2 separate regions of the Mus musculus genome follow, and region 1 is linked to region 2. Evidence: chromatin contacts called from public HiChIP or PLAC-seq data. All regions are on one chromosome and are shown on one strand. Each heading gives the region's core, a stretch centred on a gene start, on an enhancer-like site or on the middle of the called end of the contact. The rest is flanking DNA. Distances are from core to core; before and after follow the strand shown. Region 1 overlaps Tesk2 (testis-specific kinase 2). Region 2 holds the start of Tesk2 (testis-specific kinase 2).

The links. HiChIP or PLAC-seq counts read pairs in DNA pulled down with a chosen protein or histone mark.
Region 1: an H3K27ac HiChIP or PLAC-seq map of embryonic stem cells shows a contact between it and region 2, with 18 read pairs. The contact joins the enhancer-like site here to the promoter of Tesk2 in region 2. A contact is called at or near these places in 7 of 39 promoter capture datasets (the 3T3-L1 cell line, the C10 cell line, the HPC-7 cell line and 4 more), 2 of 15 datasets of contacts at CTCF or cohesin (the NIH/3T3 cell line and embryonic stem cells), 23 of 484 Hi-C or Micro-C datasets (the G1E-ER4 cell line, the HL-1 cell line, adipose-derived mesenchymal stem cells and 14 more), 23 of 115 datasets of contacts at active chromatin or transcription factors (the 230-238 cell line, CD8 T cells, the SCID.adh cell line and 13 more) and 3 of 9 other capture datasets (adipose tissue, liver and pancreatic islet).

Annotation. Positions count from the first base shown.
Region 1 is chr4:116,762,956-116,768,883 of GRCm38.p6, forward strand. The region is part of intron 3 of Tesk2 (testis-specific kinase 2); the gene reads left to right. Among named protein-coding and RNA genes, the nearest start is that of Toe1, 42 kb to the right of the region's middle. Within about 2 kb of position 3,941, at least 11 of the 459 cell types and tissues checked have an H3K27ac peak or open chromatin away from gene starts, as enhancers often do. A contact at or near this core is called in adipose tissue, embryonic stem cells, granulosa cells and 1 more, where this site is marked.
Region 2 is chr4:116,718,116-116,724,442 of GRCm38.p6, forward strand. It overlaps Tesk2 (testis-specific kinase 2), which reads left to right and starts at 2,840. Exons shown (of 11, transcript NM_146151.4): 1 at 2,840-3,141.

The DNA.
Region 1 (5,928 bases), core at 2,691-5,190, 46 kb after region 2:
CCTTGAATGTCATAATCCTGCTGCTTTTGCCTCTGGAATATTGAGATTATAGGCAAGCAGCACCATGCCTAGCGTGCAGTTTCAATTCTATCTGTAACATTCATTTCATTCCCTTTACCTTACAGCATTTATAGTTTCTAGGGACTTGAGTTTTGCTATCTCTTGGGAGCAATAGTCATCTACCACAGTGTCTCATTAGGAAAACATTTTTGAGCGTGTTCCCTTGTGCCACTACTAACTCATAATTAAATATTAATAAAGCTTGGGCTGAGAGGAGACTGGGTTACTGAGAGTGCTTACCGCTCCTGTAGAGGACCTGGCTATGGTTTCCAGCACACACATGGAAGCTCACAGTTGTCTCTAACTGGAGTTCCAGAGATCCAATTCTTTGTCCACAAGCTCTTGCATGCATATGGTGCACACACATAACATGCAGGTACACACACACACACATATACACACATACTTGTAAAGTTAAATTTCTCTTTTTATATAAAAGTTCTAATTTCCTTTCTATATCCTAACTGATGATCTTGGTCACTTTCCCCAGTGGAGGGTTACAGGGCCTAGGAAAGTTCTTGTCTCAGAATAAGAATTTTGAATTTTGCCGGGTGTGGTGGCACACGCCTTTAATCCCAGCACTCGGGAGGCAGAGGCAGGTGGATTTCTGAGTTCGAGGCCAGCCTGGTCTACAAAGTGAGTTCCAGCACAGCCAAGACTATACACAGAGAAACCCTGTCTCGAAAAACCAAAAAAAAAAAAAAAAAAAGAATCTTGAATTTTAGCCTGGCAGTGGTGGTACTTGGATGGCAGAGGCAGGCAGAGCCTGGATATTAGAGTGAGTAGCAGGGCCACACAGAGAAAACTCTGTCTTGAAAAACAACAACAAAAAAAATCCAACAAAACAAAGAAGGGATTTTAAATTTTAATTAAATTTAGTAATTACTTACTAAACACTAACAGTGAAGTAGGCTACCAGTTTAGGTGGGCTTAATTACTGTAGTAAAGAAGATCTCCTAGCCTTATGTGTGGTGGTGTGGTGAGGGGAGGTGGAGGTAGAGGTACTCTTTTTCTGCCAGGACAGAACCTCGAATGCCTCCACTGGATCTTCTGTATCTGCTGATGGATAAAGAAAGTTTAGTGGGTGATGTCGAGGTGTTCTGGGATAGGCCTAGGCGTGGCACCCTCTGCCCACATACCATGGTGATGACCAGCTGGGATCAAAACTGGGAAATGGCTGCAGCAGAAGGAAAGGTGAAGCAATCTTATGACCTTGACAGTCTTCCACATACAGGACCCCTGACCTGGCCCACCTCGTAGCGTAGTAAAAGAGCAGCTAGACACAATTAGACATGAGGTAGGAGGTGGTGGGGCCTTCTGAGTTCTTCAGTAGAAGCTCCAAAATAGTCTTGTGTGTGTGAAGAGAAAGGGTAATCTTCATGAAAACATCAGAGAGATGGTTGAAATTACAGCTGTGAATAGATTCTACGAGAGCCAGCTTGGAAAGGCAATTTTAGAGTGTGTGTGTGTGTGTGTGTGTGTGTGTGTGTGTGTGTGTGTAAGGGAATACTGTGGTTGAAACTAGAACCTTGAACATAATAAGCAATCTGCAGTCCCCAGCCTTCCTTTTTTTAAGATTTATTTTTATTTATTTATTTTTTTGTGTGTATGAATGTTTTATTTACATGTGTCTGTGCACCATGTTCCTACACAGAGGCCAGAAAATGTAGATGGTCGTATATGTGCTGGGAAATGAACTGAGGTCCTCTCAAGGGCAGCTTGTGCTCTCAAGTGCAGAGCCATCTCTCCAGCTCCAACAGTTCTCCCATTTTTTTATTTTTTATTTTATTTTTATTTTGGGGGGGTTTCGAGACAGGGTTTCTCTGTATAGCCCTGTCTGTCCTGGAACTCACTTTGTAGACGAGGCTGGCCTCAGAAATCTGCCTGCCTCTGCCTCCCGAGTGCTGGGATTAAAGACGTGGGCCACCACGCCCGGCTTTATTTTTTTATTTTGAAACCTAATCTCAATAAGTTGTCTAGGATGGCCTTGAAATAACCCTGTTCAGGTAGACCTTGCATTTGCAATCCGCTTGCCCATCTTTCTAAGCAGCTGGAGCTACAGGTCTGTCCCACGAGGTTCAACCAATGTGAGGAACTTAGCGACATAATATGTGGCCTCACTGTAGCCCAGCAGATGCCATGTTTGCTATATTAACACTACTTGTAGATTTTTGTTGTTCTTCTTGCTTTTGTTTTTTTTTTTTTTTTGAGACAGAGTCTCTCTATGTATCGCTGACTGTCTTGGAGCTTGATCTGTAGATCAGACTAGCCTCAAATTCAATAGATTTACCTACCTTAGAGTGATGGGATAAAGCAACTGTACTGCCACACCTGGCTTGTTTGGAGATGTCCTTAACTAAATTTTAAAGGATTGGTAGAATTTTTGAAAAGTAGGTTCCAAAAATACTTCTTCAAGCAACAGTGTAAACGTATGAGAACTTAGACCCTAAGCAGGAGTGGCAAGTTATATAACTACAATAAAGAATGATGTTAGATGTGATAGGAGATAAGGAGGGCTGGACCAGAACGTTCAGACCTTTTGCAGTTTTTGTGTTTATTATTTTTCATTTTTAGGTCTTTGGGGACAGAATCTCATGTTGTCCCAGCTGGCCTCGGCCTTTCAGTGGACCTGAGAATACCTTAGAACTGTTGTCTTCTGAGTCCCGCTCCCACAGGCTGAGGCTGTACCTTTGTGCCACCATGCCCTGCTCTCAGTACTGAGTAACACGTTGAGGAATTTAGTCCGCAATCAGGGCTGTAAAACTTTCAGTAACCAGGAGCTCAGGAAGGAAAGGGGTTGGGTTTTGTTCCTTTAAATTATTTATTTTAATCTTTTTTTATATGTATATGCATTTTACCAGCATGTGCATATGTGTGTGTACCAAGTGAATGTCTGGTTCCCACAGAGGTCACAAGAAGGTATTAGACCTCTTGGAACTGGGAGTTACAGATGGTTGTAAGCCACCATGTGGGTGCCAGGAACCAAAGGAACCAGTGCTCGTAATTTTTTAAAGTTTAAAAAAATTTTTTATTTTATGTATATGAGTGTTTTGCCTGCTTATATGTAAATGTGCTACATGTATGCAGTGTCCATAGAGGTCAGAAAAGGATGTTGGGTTCCTAATAACTGGAATATAGATAATTGTGGTTCTGAGAACTGGTCTTCTAGACGAGCAGTTATTGGTCTTAACCACTGAGCCATCCATCACTCCAGCCCCAATAAGAAGTCTTTAAAAGAATTAAGGCGGAGAGCGATGGGAGGAGACCTGATGTTGACCTCTGATCTCTTACTGTGCACACATAGAATACTGTATCTGTACTCGCGCACACACACACACACACACACACACACACACACACCAGCACATTTGGAATAGTGTACCTATGTACACACACAAAAACACACATACACACCAAAAATAAATAAATAAAAATAAAACAAGATCCCAATTTTCTTCTTGATATGAATCAGTATATAATATAAAACTGAAAATAACAAATTTGAGCCCTCACTAGCTTTTAAGCACTTGCCTAAGAACGCACTTCCAAGGCCTGGAATGGTGGTGCATTCCTTTAACCTCCAGCACTTGGGAGGCAGAGGCAGGCGGATTTCTGAGTTTAAGTCCAGCCTGGTCTACATAGTAAGTTCCAGGACAGCCAAGGCTGCACAGAAAAACCCTGTCTTGAAAGAAAGAAAGAGAGAGAAAGAGAAAGAGAGAGAGAAAAAAAGGAAGAAAGGAAGGAAGAAAGGAAAGAAAAGGGAAAAAAGAAAGAAAAGAAAAGAGCACAGCTTCATTCTGAGTCACTTAAGTAAATGCTGGCTCTCATGATTGAGGAGGGAGTGGGCAATCATTCAGAAGCTAGGTGCAGTAGCACAGGAGGAGCACGTGTTCAAGGCCACCCACACATACATTGTAAATTCAAGCCCATCCACCCTGTGCTACAGAAAACAACACAACAGCAGACGCACAAAACAAAATAAACTAAAACAAAGAAAGGGAGGAAGAGAGGCTCAGAATGAATCAGGAAGAGTGTGGTTTTATTTAAGTGCCTCCTGTTTTGAGACTGGGTTTCACTGTGTAGCCCACACTGACCTTGGACTTACAGTCCTGCTGCTGCAGCCAAAGTGCTGGAACTGCAAGTTCATGCCACCATATCTAGATGGCTTTTCAGGTTTTAATGTGGAAATGAACTTGTGCATAGAGCAGGCTGGCCTTAGAGTTCGATGACTCAAAGCCTTTACGTTTTGTAGGCTGGTACTATAAAGATACACCACCACACACAATTTATGTTTATGCTAGGCAAGACCTCTACCCATCAAACTATGCTCCCAGCCCAATGACACCACTTTGAGTGTATCAGTGCTAGTCGGCTGTGTAAGGAATGAGGTCAGGTAGAAAAGCAATGCTCCTAATTGTGATATAATGATGCCAAAGCAGGGTGGGAAAGAAAGCAGGTAGAAGACTGTCATATGATGTCTGTGCCTGTGGTTGTGTTCTGTGAGTGATAGGATGTTATTGCCTGACTTCTTTATAAATACTAATTAAATAAATCAAATACATCTTGGCTTCCCAGCCTAGTGCCTGCCTGGAAATATTCCTCCTTTCTTTTCTTTATGCCTTTGGAGACAAGGTCTCAGTACATAGTGGCAGTAAAATGCTGTTTTATAATCAAGCTCACTGATTGGGTGGTTATGACCTCTCACTCAGTAACTGCTTACACAGAACACTGTGTGTGACCCACACTGTCCATGGGAGCGTAGGAGCTAGGAGCTGGACTCTTTTAAAGAGGTATTTATTAGTAGTATTAATACTGTGTATGGAAGCCAGAGGACAGCTTTGTGGATTTGGCTCTCTCCTCCCTTTGTGTGGGTTCCAAGGATGGCACTCAGGTCATCAGGCCTCGAAGTAGGCTGTTTACCTGTTGTCATCGCCCAAGCTCAAGATCTGCACTTCTTTTTATTTTTTAATTAAAAAAAAAAAGTTTTCAATGTTTTTTTTGTTTGTTTGTTTGGTTGGTTGGTTTGTTTTGTTTTCGAGACAGGGTTTCTCTGTGTAGCCGAACTCAGAAATCCACCTGTCTCTGCCTACCAAATGCTGGGATTAAAGGTGTGCACCACCACCACCCGGCTTCAATGCTTATTTTTATTTTATGTGCATTGCTGTTTTGCTTGCATATACATCTGTTATGAGGATGTCGGATCCCCTGGAACTGGAATTAAAGACTGGTGTAAGCTGCCGTGTGGGTGCTGGAATTTGAGCCCTGGGTCCTCTGGAAGAACAGCTAGTGCTCTTAAGCACTGAGCCACCTCTCCAGCCAGCCCTGCTTTTAATGTTTTTAAACATTTATTTATTTACTTGCTCTGTGTGTGTGTGATAAGGAGATCAGAGGATAACCTGCAGGAGTCTGTTCTTTTTTTCCACAGTATTGGTCTTGGAGATAGAACTCAAGTTGTTCAGCCTAGTGGCAGACGCTTTTACCTGCTGGGGTGCCACACCAGTTCACACTGTACTCTCTTAATATTCCAAGTGGGGGAATCAGTTATGCCATAGAATAACTATACTTTCTAGTTCATATTATGATTGTTTCCTCTTCACAGTGGCTATAGGAGTTAGGCAATCGTAATTACTTCTGTTTTGGGTGTGAAAACACACACCCAGTTGTAGTCTGACTTCAGACTCAGATGGTCTCCGTTGATGCGAACCAGCAGTTACTCAAAGCAGAGGGAACATGCAGACCGGCAGCACGGGAAGAAGGAAGAGCTGTTCTGCTAATAGCCTAGGTCAGCCATGGCATCCTTTGCAGAGATGATGACATTTTAGTTGATCTTGGAAGGGGATTTTTCACAGTTCTATTACTCTGAAGAGA
Region 2 (6,327 bases), core at 1,590-4,089:
GTGTGCATTTGCACCTGATTATTTTGAGCATGAGTATGTGGTGACCAGAGGCAGGGTCTCTCAGTGGGTATGATAGTGCACACCTTTAAGCCCAGCTCTTGGGAAGAGGCAGATGGATCTCTGAGTTCAAGACCATCTCTGAACTGTATAATAAGACCTTGTGCCGGGCAGTGGTGGCACATGCCTTTAATCCCAGCACTAGGGAGGCAGAGGCAGGCGAATTTCTGAGTTCGAGGCCTGCCTGGTCTACAGAGTGAGTTCCAGGACAGCCAGGGCTACACAGAGAAACCCTGTCTTGAAAAAGGACAAAAAAAAAAGACCTTGAGAGAGAGGGAAGGAGAGGAGAGGTTCTTTTTGCTTTTGTTTTATTTATTGTTATTTCATGTGAGTAAGTGCTTTGCTTTGCCTGCATGTGTGTCTGTACCACTGTGCTTGTCTGGTGCCTGCAGAGGCCAGGTGAGAGCACTGGATCCTCTGGAACTGGAGTTAACTAGAATCAGCATATATGTGCTGGGAATCGAACCAGGATCCTCTGCAAAAGCAGTCAGTGCTCTTACCTGCTGAGCCATCTCTTCAGCCCTGTTTTCATTTAGTATGTAGTATGTAGTATGCATTTACTTGGACTGACTCAGAACTCTGTAGCTCAGGTTGGCTTCAAACTTGTTTCCATCCTGCCTGAGTCTCCTGATTGCCAGGATTACAAGTGATACAGTGATATCATACTTAGCTTCAGACCCAGTTTTATTTTATTGATTTATTTTGGTGTGTATATGACAGAATCCTGTGTTGTCCAGGCTTGCTTTAGACTCTTTATATAGCCAAAGGTGGCCTTGTTCCTCCTGTCGCCACACCCCAGGTATTATAGGTATGTAGACCATACCTGGCTTGTTTGTGTACATTCATGCTACCGAGTACATGTTGGGATTAGGAGGCAGCTCTGGTGTTGGTCTTTGCCTCCCACCTTCCAGGAGTGCTGGGATGACAGACTCTTCCTCAGGTTTGCACGGTAACTACTTGAACCCTTGGTGTTGTTGTTTTTCCTCCTTCCTCTATTTAATAGTTTTTATTTTGAGGCCAGGTATCAAGTGTCCCAGGCTGGTCTAGACTCCATATCTAGCTGAGGATGACCTTGAACTCCTGAAATCCTGCCTCCACTTTCTGAATGGTGATTTGATAGGAGTGTGACACCACATCTGGGCGCCGTGCATACTAACACTGCCAAATGGACTGCATCTCCAGCCCCAAATTTAAAAAATTTTTGTTATTTAGATCCACATTTAACACAAGCCTTTTCGCCAAGCCTCTCTCTGTCTTTCACTGGGCAGATAATTTATCTGGCATGGTGGCATTAGCTCCGATTGCTACCAGTAGTATTTATCAACTGTTTGTATCAAGCTCTATGGGAGACACACTTGCAAGGGTGCCAAATCTTTCAACAGAAATGTTAAAGGACAACGGTGGAACAGTGGGTCTGAACTGCCACCAGGTGGCAGCACATAATTTATGTCAGAAAGATCCTGAACAGGCCAAGAGAACTGTGCCTGAGTACCTCCCTTCAGAGATTCTGTGAGCTAATTACTCTTCCTCAAACAATTCCCTGTTTAGGTTATGCTTCTGTTCAAGGATAAATCACACAGCATTTAAAATAAAAAGATAATTTTATTATTTAAACTCCACTCATGTTCAGCCTCTTGCAATTTTATTTCCTACTATACATTTTCATAAACTCAGCTGTCAGTAGCACTACATTCCATTGGTGTTATTATTTTCAGTGCTGGGAATTGAACCCTGGACCACATGGTACATTACCATTGCTTTCTGCCCCTAGTATTTATTTATTTATTTATTTTTTTTTGTTATTCGAGACAGGGTTTCTCTGTGCAGCCCTGGCTGTCTTGGAACTCACTCGGTAGACCAGGCTGGCCTCGAACTCAGAAATCCGCCTGCCTCTGCCTCCTGAGTGCTGGGATTAAAGGCGTGCGCCACCATGCTCGGCTCCTAGACATATTTTAATTATGTCTCACATGCTAAAGATTTCTGAAGGGAGGCCCCTAAACCGTTGGGAGTAAGACCTATATCCCACTGCTCTTATTCTTCTTTAGCAGTCTGTTCAGCTATAAAATTATGAACCCTTGAGATCCATGGCTATGGAAAGTGTGAGGAAATCTGTACCTGATGAACAGTTGGGTAGAATTGTTATTCCCTTCGAAGATCTTTCATATCTCTCCTTTCCATCTAGCTGGTGATACCAATCCTCTAAGCCTTCCCTGAATTCAATCTCTCCCTTTGGCATTTCGTTTAAGTTATACTTACTGCTCTTTCTCAAGTTGTTAGGAATTATGTGCTAATTTTAGCTTGTCAATATACTGCGTTCCTGCAGGACACTGCATTCGATCCAGCAGAACACCTTATTCAAAAGCCGCGCCAGTTTAGTGCTTGTTTAATTGGCTTAATTAATTTACCATTCGCTTCTGTTTGGGGGGGTTTGATTGGTCTCTCTTGTGTCCCGCCCTCTGAGACTCTTTAGACTAGGTTTTCCCCAAGGTGAATTCTCTCCGGTTCCGCTTTTTCAACACACTGTCCCCTCTGTTTTTAACTCCACTCTCTTCCTATTGGTTCCCTTCATCTTCTAAGAGTTGGCGCCGAGCGTTGCTGATTGGCTTTTCTGTACGCCCATTGTGCCCACCCTCGTACCACGTGGCATTCCTAACGTTAATTGGGCAACTCTATTAGCTCGTTTGTCAAAGGTTGACGATTGATTGGCTGCTCTGAGGGAGGCCTGAGGAGGGGGCGGAGCTCACGGGGCCCCGCCCCCAGCCCCCTGCCCCCCAGGCGTTTCAGACACTCACCGGCGGGGAGCCGAGAGTTTCCAGCTGCCTTCTCAGTCCCAGCGGTGATCCGCCTCCGGGCCCCGCCGAGTAGGCGGGGGAAAGCAGCTCAGACCGCAAGGCCATGGCAGTAGCCTCCAGCTCCTGCGCCGCCGCTGGCCCTGAGCAATCTCCGGCTTCTGCCCAAGGGACCCTCACCTCCTCCGCAGGCTAAACAGCCGCGGCCGGGAGCTGCTATGCTCGCTCTGGGCCGCTGCCTCCCTTACCCTCTGGCCGGCGCAGACGCCCCCTCCGCGGCTCAGTTGTGCCTCAGGTAACGTCGGGAGAGTGCCTGGGGACCAAGGCTCGGCATCCCTGCCCTGCGCGCAGCTTGGCTCATGGGTCGCTGAGCACTGGACAATCCGGTGCTGTACTTGAGATTCTCAAAGAAGCGGGGACTGTCTCTTGCCCCTCTCCCCCTTTCCTTCTCAGTTCCCTCCGGGTCCCGGGACAGTCCCCACCTCGTCTCAGGGGTCAAGAACCCATTGGACGTTATACTCAAAAGGGTTGTTTGTGTCTGACCTTCCTCACTTGTGAAGTTGTGGAATCCTTCACGTCCCGTTCCCCTACTGAGTGTGCCTCACTAGTCTCCGAGCCCCCTTCTCCCTCTGAGATCTGGATTCCCTCCGAAACGTGCTCATCTCTCCTAACCACCCTGACTCCTATCCTAAGAGACTTCTCTCCTTTTTATTCACGTTCTTACCCTTCATTTTGAAGAAGACTCTTATCTAAACTACGATTCTGATTTAGTTGGAAATAAAAGCCAGATTAGTCCAATTGAAAAACCTTTTAATTTAAACCTCTGAGAAAAACTTGTTAAAGAATTTGGACTTTATTTGTAGGCATACGGAGCCATTGAAGGTTGTAAGCAGGAGTTTGATATGGATTATCTCTGGAAAATGTGAAAGAAAGATTGAAAGTAAGACCGGAGGGCAGAAGGCCCAGGTAGTCAGGAGGCTGCTGTGTTTTGTGCGTGAGAAGAGGATGAATGGACTGGAATAGTTGTGGAAAATGAAGAGAATGGCATGAAATTCCAAGAATTTTAGAATAGAATTTAGAGGGTTTTTTGCTTTCTGCTTTTCTACATAAGGGCTTTCTCATTGGTTTATGGTATTGGGTTGGTGGTGCTAACAATGTAAAGAAGTAGATCTGAAGAATGATAAGTTGGGTTGTGGACAAGTTCAACCCGAGTTTTTCAAATAGAGGTGGAAAGTTGCTCATAGAACTGATTAAGTTAGGCTCTAAAGACATAAATTGGAATTAAATAGGAATACTTGAAACCTTAGCACCCCCTCGTAGTACTCCAGAAAGCGGAGAATTGGGCTGTGGACAGAGGCAGCATTGCTGAGGATAACAGACACTGAAGAGAGCTAGAACACTGTGGCAGTATCACAGAAGCCAAAGACAGTCTCCAGAAGGGAGGGGGATACCAGGCGCTTCCCAGGTCAAGCAGCAGGAGAGTGTGAAGCCACGAGTCTGGCAATTAGGAAGTGACTTGTTTTCTTTCAAAGGCAGTTTTGATAATCTGGTGGTTGTAATGCAGTGGTCAGCCCACGGATTTAGGAGTAAGTGGAAGGCAGGCGGCAGTGAGCAGCACATCTGCCTTCTTTCTCTCTTTTTCTGCTTGTTTGAGGGTAGGCCAGCCGGGAATTATGCGTGTTATCACACTAGACTGGTCTTATTTTTATTGTGATCAGTTATCTGTAGATAAATCAGCTTTCTCTGGAGGTTGACGGAACTGCGGTGAGTTTCTGACATGAGCGTTATAGCCATGGGAATCATCAGTGGGAAATAGCAAGGGTTTGTTGTTTTTAGGTTTATTTTTATTTTATGTGATGAGTGCTTCTTCTGTTGGTTTGGTTTCAGACAGAATCTCGCAGTGTAGCCCTGACTGATTTGGAACTCACTATGTGGATCATGCTGTATGGTGTGTAAGTGTGTGCCTGTGTGTATGTTTGTGCACATGTGTGAAGGTGCCCTCAGAGATCAGAAAAGGGTGTCAGACCCTTGGAACTGGAGTGATGATTGTTGTGGCTGCCACGTGGGTGTTAGGACTCGAACCTGGGTTCTCTAGAAGAGTAACAAGTGCTTTAAACCACTGAGCCATCTCTACCACCAAGGGTAAGGATCCTTCCTTCCTTCCTTCCTTCCTCTCTCTCTTTCCTTTCCTTTCTTCCTTCCTTTCCTTCTTCTTCTATTCAGATCCACCCGCCTCTGCTAGAATTAAAAGGTTGTGCCACCATCAGATTTTACATTTTCCTCAACACCCTACAAACAGGCAGACAAAAACCAAAATAAAGCAAACCCCAAAAGATTGGGTTGACCCAGAACTGGAATTTGCAAAGCAGAAATATAAAATGGGAGCCACTTTTCAGACTGCGAATGATACTGTGGGCCTATGATTAACTGCACAGTCTGAATTAGAAGTTATAAGAAGTAAAATCTGGGGTTGAAGAGGTGGCTTAGCTTTTAAGAGCATTGGTCTTTCTCCCAGGGGACACAGATTCAGTTCCCAGTGACTATATGCAACTGTGTGTAACTCCAGTTCTGGGGGAGGCAACACCTGTTCAGGCTTCCTTAGGCGATGCATGCATATAACACACAGACATATAGATAAGACACTCATGCATACAAAATAAAAAATTTTAAAAAATCTTTAAGAAAGCTAGTAAGATGGAGAATGAGGAGATAAGCAGAATTGTGATTGAAGAGTGGGTTTTGTAAGAATACATGATTGGAAAAATTCAGAGTTCTTTCCAAGGCTGAGGAAGAAAAAAAGGTGTAACTGTCTCAGTACTGTTGAAGGGAAGTGGAGCTATATAGGTCATTACAATAGTTCAGCAGCGTTAAGGGCTGTGTTGACTATGTCATCTGTATAGATGTAATAACTACCCAATATGATGGCAGGAGATGGAACACAGGAGATATTATAGATGGGGCCTATCATCAACAAGGAGGGACTCACATGTTAGAAACTAGTGATCAATGGTACAGATTGTGTCTAAACAGTGAGGTTCTCAGACATCTGGGTGATTTCAATGCATGATACGTTATTCTTTTATAGAGATAAATGTTTGGGATGGTTCCTCAAACCCTGTCCTGTGTGGTTTGGCATATGAAGGTCTTAATTCTGGTTTAGACATGTACATGCCGGGAAGCTAATAACCTGCTCTCTCAGGCACTGCAGTGGCGCTTTCTACTTACAGTTAATTATAAGAAGAAAATTGTTCCCTGGCTTATTTAGAGTAGAAAGGGGCTCATTTTTAAAACTGTTCTTCCCCCTATATTAAAGTGGTTATAAATACATTGTTAATATCATACACTGAATGTTTTATTAGAGTTTGAAATCTTGGATAAGGACTTTTATGCGAGTTTTTTTCTCTTTCTGGTAACTGGAGCCTAATTAGTACATTGTTCATGTGGGTGATGGTGAATGTTTTGGCCCAACAATGGGTATTAT